Linked DNA regions of Columba livia: region 1 is linked to region 2. The links are chromatin contacts, called in public Hi-C maps. All regions are on one chromosome and are shown on one strand. Each heading gives the region's core, a stretch centred on a gene start, on an enhancer-like site or on the middle of the called end of the contact. The rest is flanking DNA. Distances are from core to core; before and after follow the strand shown.

Evidence for each region. Hi-C and Micro-C count contacts between places; a contact is called where the count stands out from the background.
Region 1: a contact with region 2 is called in a Hi-C map of liver, with 1.6 times the contacts expected there. The contact joins the enhancer-like site here to the promoter of HIC2 in region 2. A contact is called at or near these places in 2 of 2 Hi-C or Micro-C datasets (crop and liver).

The regions. Positions count from the first base shown.
Region 1 is chr17:8,411,966-8,414,665 of bColLiv1.pat.W.v2, reverse strand. The region is part of intron 1 of HIC2 (HIC ZBTB transcriptional repressor 2); the gene reads right to left. All of the region lies in intron 3 of LOC135575619 (a long non-coding RNA gene), which reads left to right. Among named protein-coding and RNA genes, the nearest start is that of HIC2, 51 kb to the right of the region's middle. Within about 2 kb of position 1,340, at least 1 of the 3 cell types and tissues checked has an H3K27ac peak away from gene starts, as active enhancers do.
Region 2 is chr17:8,360,492-8,363,191 of bColLiv1.pat.W.v2, reverse strand. It overlaps HIC2 (HIC ZBTB transcriptional repressor 2), which reads right to left and starts at 1,284. Exons shown (of 3, transcript XM_065033103.1): 1 at 910-1,284. The region is part of intron 4 of LOC135575619 (a long non-coding RNA gene); the gene reads left to right.

The DNA of each region.
Region 1 (2,700 bases), core at 91-2,590, 51 kb before region 2:
GGCTATAGCTCTGCATCACGATATGATGGTATTCAGCATGAAAAACTGCCCCCATGCCATCCATCTTGGGAAAAGCATCTTGCAGCACTTAGCAGGGAGGCAAAGCACTGATGGATGCAAGGACCTGCTGACCATCGTGCATGGGCTCAGAGCTGGAAGACCACAGGGCCCTGCAGGACCCTCCTGTCTTACCTCTCCTCAACAGCACAAGCGCCTTCATTTTCCAGCAAACAATTCTTGCATTCAGGCAACAGCTTTTAGGAGAGGGAGTACACGAGTGAGAATACATGCACAAGTCATGATGAAAAGTCTAATTTATGAGGAATCTACCACATCCGTAAGTTATTAACTCGGATTTCCAGGTTTGAGCACACATCAGGTTTTTCTGCTCATCCCTATGGTAAATATCTCCAGGCATCAGGAGCAGCCGTCAGGGATGAAGGCAGTGCCAAGCTACCTGTTCTTCTGAAGTGGCACAGGTAGAACTTTTTCAGTCCACCTCTGCTTATTGACCCCTCGAGGATGGGTGATGCAGTGGGTTCAGTGAACCCAACTCATCAGTCCAGCACAAGTCAGAAGCGAAGGGAAATTCTCACATACTCTACATCCCATGCATCTGTTCATCTCACTGGCCATCTCTGTTCAAATGAATCCAGAATAAGGCCATTCCATGATACTTCATTCTCAAGCAAAAGAGCAGGACCCTGAAGTGCTGAGATCCATCTACTCCTAGAACTCTGTACACTTCTCACTACTGGCATTTCTCATTTTCCAGAGGTCTCCAGTCTATAGCCATAAAAATAAGCATTAACCGCCAGGTGAACTCTTACTCTTTAACCAACTATTTATTACACTGGGTCTTTGATTACCAGGCAAACATCTGTTGCAAATGCCACTCCATGTTCTCAGACACCAGGAGTTTGAATGTTGAACAGTCTCCCATAACCAAGTTTTAGGCATCTTTACGTTTTCTTTATTCTTTGCCAACCGCAGTGTTAGTGGCTTCCTGGCCAGTTTAGCAGCCAGGCTGCTCAGAGCACTGAACTTCGCGCATTTGTCATGAGATCTTTGAACACACACTGTCACGTCTTTCTCAAGCAACTTGAAACCAAATCACAAGAGCAGGTCTGTGTCCCCCACAGGCAAACCGAGCTGCGTTTCATAACTGTGCAGTATACAGGATGTGCACTCCCAGAATGCAGAAACAATTATTTAAGAAGTCATTTAAAGAAAAGCCCCACATTTAGTACAGGAGTGCAAGCGTTCATTTTTCTACAAACAACAGTTTCAGACTTTGGGAAAACCAGGCCCTCCTATGGGCAACCAACCTCTCCATTCCCCCAGACAGAGCTGTGTGTTCCCACAGGGAGACAGCAGCGTGTGCCTTTTCTTTGAAGACTCAAAGTCTGGATTTCTAGGTGAGGGCAAACCAAAAATAACTCGTTTCAAGTAGGAGTAGCTGAGAACAGATCTGTCCGTGAGTCTCTGTACAGGCCTCCGTCCAAATGCTCAACTCCCACTCTTGTCAGTACTTGCAAGCGTTTGATCCAACAGAGGTTCCTCACCAACCTCCAGCTATTGGTGACGTGCCTGCCTTGGGGCATAAAATCCTCGACAGCATCCCCTTAAATCAGTTGGAGAGGTTTTATGGGAGAAAATGGCAAAAATCCTACTGTCATTAAGAAGAAAATTAGTGATCTAGTGCATAGCAATGATTAACCTGGTAACTATCCTTTTTTATTGAGGAACCAGACTCACAATTAAGATGTTTTCTTAAAATAATATATAAACAGATTACTCGAATGTCTTGTACAATTTTAACCAGTGGAACTTCAGAGTTCAAATTACAAGCTGTTTCACTCTTGGACTGTCTGCTTCTAGGGTCATAATTAATTTTATTTTTCGGAAGTTACAGTAGCAAACATGTGACGAGGAGTAAAATAGGAACAACCTCTTTAGGGCTCTCTCGCAGTTGGTATCAAACACAAGAAGACAGGAAAACAGGAGGCCGGGTGCACTTATCCTCAGGGCAGCTCACACACCTTGAGGAGTGTGTAAAACACGGCAAATTCAAAATTCACTTGCCCATTTAAATTTTGGGGGAGGGCAATGGGGATGAGATAAAGGGGAAGGAAAAAAAGGACCAACTGTAACGTTAGTGACTTAATATATGAACACACAGAGTTTCCTTTATCTGTGTATCACATCACGGCAAATACAGGAAAAGCCATAGCAATGCCATGCCAGCAGCTGAATGTGCTTTGACTCATTCATTTATTCGGGTAGCATCCAGAGCAAGAGGAAGGCTGGACTGAAATCAAAGTGATTTAAAGCTACCAATTTTAACCTTGTTTTACATTTACATTCTAGTTATTTTCACAAAGGATGACCAGTGGCTGGTCACTACTAAGCCATATTGATTGACAACTAAATATAGTCTGCTCTCAATTTGGTATTGTTTTCTGCTAAGCAGAGAGCTGCACTATCTCCAGTTGAAACATTTATTCTATTTTGCAGTTGTTTATCCAGCTGACACTTTTCCTCATTTTATTAATTCAATAAATAGCCAATGACTTTTATTAGACATTTTATTTTTCTCCTTTGAATCATACTGCTTGCAAATTCAAAGTGTAACATCCGTTGAGAGTTTTCTGACTTTTTCTTAGCAAGTGTACTAAACATTTAAATCCAAACATGTTT
Region 2 (2,700 bases), core at 35-2,534:
GAGGGGAGCGGCGGGGAAGGGGGGAGCCGGGGCAAAAGTTCATCGCGGTCCCGGTAGGGCAGGGGGTGCCCGGTGGGGCAGAGGCCGGCGCTGGGGCTGGGGGATGCCGGCCTGGCTCGTCGCCTTGCAGCCCCGCGGATGGACTGCGGGGGGGAAGGAGGCAATGCGAGTCCCGGGAGCCCCTTCCCTGCCCTCTCCTCCACAATGCGGCCGGATCCCCGGCACAAACACGCCCCCCGGCACCCCAAGGCTCCGCTCCCTCCTTTCGGGGAAAGAAAAATAAAATACGGCTCAGTTGCAGTGGCCAAGTGGGTATGGGGAGAAGGCTGCAGCTCCGGGGCTGCTTGCCCGCCCCGCCGGTCACCCCCACGCCGGCCCCGGCGGGCAGCAGCTGCGGCCCCCCGGCCCGAGCCCACCGCCGCCGGGGAAGGGGCAGCGCACACCCGTGCGCACACACACACACACAAATGGCACGGGAAGAGGGGGAAAGTTTCCAGCCGCTTTAACCAAATAGCCAACATTTGCAACCCCCAGACAGGCGCGGTGGCGAATACACCGTATGCTCGCCCCGGCCCCCAAAGCAACGGGGCAGCGCGCCGGGCGGGCGAGGGGAGGGGGCCCGGGGCATGGAGACAGGGGGCAAGGGGGACAAGAAAATGATCTGTATTTTTTTCAATGGAACTACCGCTGGTGCCGGGCACGGCTGCTTCAGGGCAGGGAACAAGGGGACACCCCCGCCACCCCGGCCACTCTCCCGGGTGGACCCATGCAGATGGGCAAATAACCGGGGTTGCAAATAAAGAGCGGGGGAGCGGGGCTGGGCTGCACCCGGAGCCCGGCAGCGCCCGCCCGGCCGCCCGAGCGGGACGCGCGGCCCCGCGCCCCCGCCCGCGCCCCGCTCCGCGTTACCTTCTTATTGCATCTGGAGCAGCAGCTTTTCTTCCCCTTCCCCTCTCCTCCTCCTCCTCCTCTCCCTCTCCTGTCCTCTCGGTTTATACCAGCCTGTTCCTCATCTCACAGCCTTCCTCCCAGCGCCATCTTGCAAGCTTGTGACGTTGGGAGCCGCTCACCCCTGACCCACATTTGAATAGAAGCCAAAATGAAAAAAAGAAGAGGAGAGAGAGAGGGAGAGAGGAGAGAAAGAGGGGGAAGAAGAAAGCGGAACAAGGAGAGGCAGGGAAAGCTGCAGCTAAGCAAGTGCTGTGCCAGTGTGGAACAGCATCGGCTCCCGCTCCCTTGCCAGCTACTTTAGTAATAAGCAATTTCCTGCTTTTGCAATAAATGTTGCCGCGGCGGGGCTGGGAGAGGGACGGAGAGCTGGGTAATTCCCAGCGGGGGACCAGGGCTTCCCCCAGCCCGAACCGCCCCCCCTTCCCTGCCACCCACACCCCGAAACCCAGCCCGACCACTGCCCCCCGGCAGCCCGAATGCTGCTGCTCCCTCACAGGTTTTGAGCAATGAAAAAGGCATTTATTAAGATTATTTCTCCCATCACTGATGAGGTCTCAAGTGTTTGTTAAGGGGAATTATATAGATTATAGCTTGTTCATGTATTGGAAGCTGAAATGAGCTTTATACACAAATGAAAAAAAAATTCTCATCTATAACACCATTTGCATATTAGCTTTTTATCACTCCTGTCTGTTTGTTAAGGACTGACAGTGCGTTTTGCACCATCCAAGACATAGACGAAGACACGGCCTTTACACCCATAGAATCCATAGAAATCTGAAGTTTTGTTTTGTGCTTTTTTTTGGTATTTATTGATAGGAATTATATCGAGGGGAAAAGTTATTTGTGTTTTGCATCTCTGGTCCTGCAAAGACTTTCATGCATGCTTAACTTTAAGCACATCAGTAATCACACTGAGCAAGCAGGGGCTATTCAGATGCTTACACTAAGCATGTACACAGCCTGCAAGCTCAAACTATTATTTTGTAAAATGTTAAGTGAACTGATATTACCTTCATTTTACTGACCATTGCCACAAAGTACAACTCTGCAGAAATCTAAATTATACCTTTGTAGCACTTTCGTCCTTCAGTAGCTAATTAATCTGTAATAACAGGAGTAATGCATATAAACATCTTCATTGTGATCATGCACAGGAGTTCTTCCACTTTCCCATGTAGGAATCACTGCATGAGCTGCAAATGTGAGATGACATTTTCTTCTGTGCCCTCAGAGCCACCCGTAACCAAAACTTTCTGTAGCCTGAGCAAGGTGATTCATTAGCAAAGCTGAGCCTACCATTTAACACATCTCTAAGAATTCCTTAGTAGCCTCAATGCCAGCAACTCTCTCTGGCGCTTCCTATGCAGGTCCCTGCAGTTCTCCTGCACCTCAGCTGGGTCCCAGCCTGAGTACTCCTTCCCTGGTAATAAAGATATTTTCTAGTTGCTCATCCAGAGTTCAAAGTTTTTGCAGGAGATGGTTTCTTCAGCTCTACCGAAGTGGCTTGAGGAGCAAATAAAGATAAGGCAAATCACAACAGCCGTATCAGAAAGGTCTGGACTGGTGGTTTGTTCACAGTACACTCAGTAAAGAGCAGAACACTTTAACAGTGGTGAGAACAGCAAACCTGACTGTCAGCACAAGACCCAGTGAAGTAGATAAGAATCAATTCGAGACTCTTCCCCCACCGGGAAAGTTAATTTAAGATTGGTGGTGCTGCTCTTAGCTGTATTTTAAAGCTAAGTG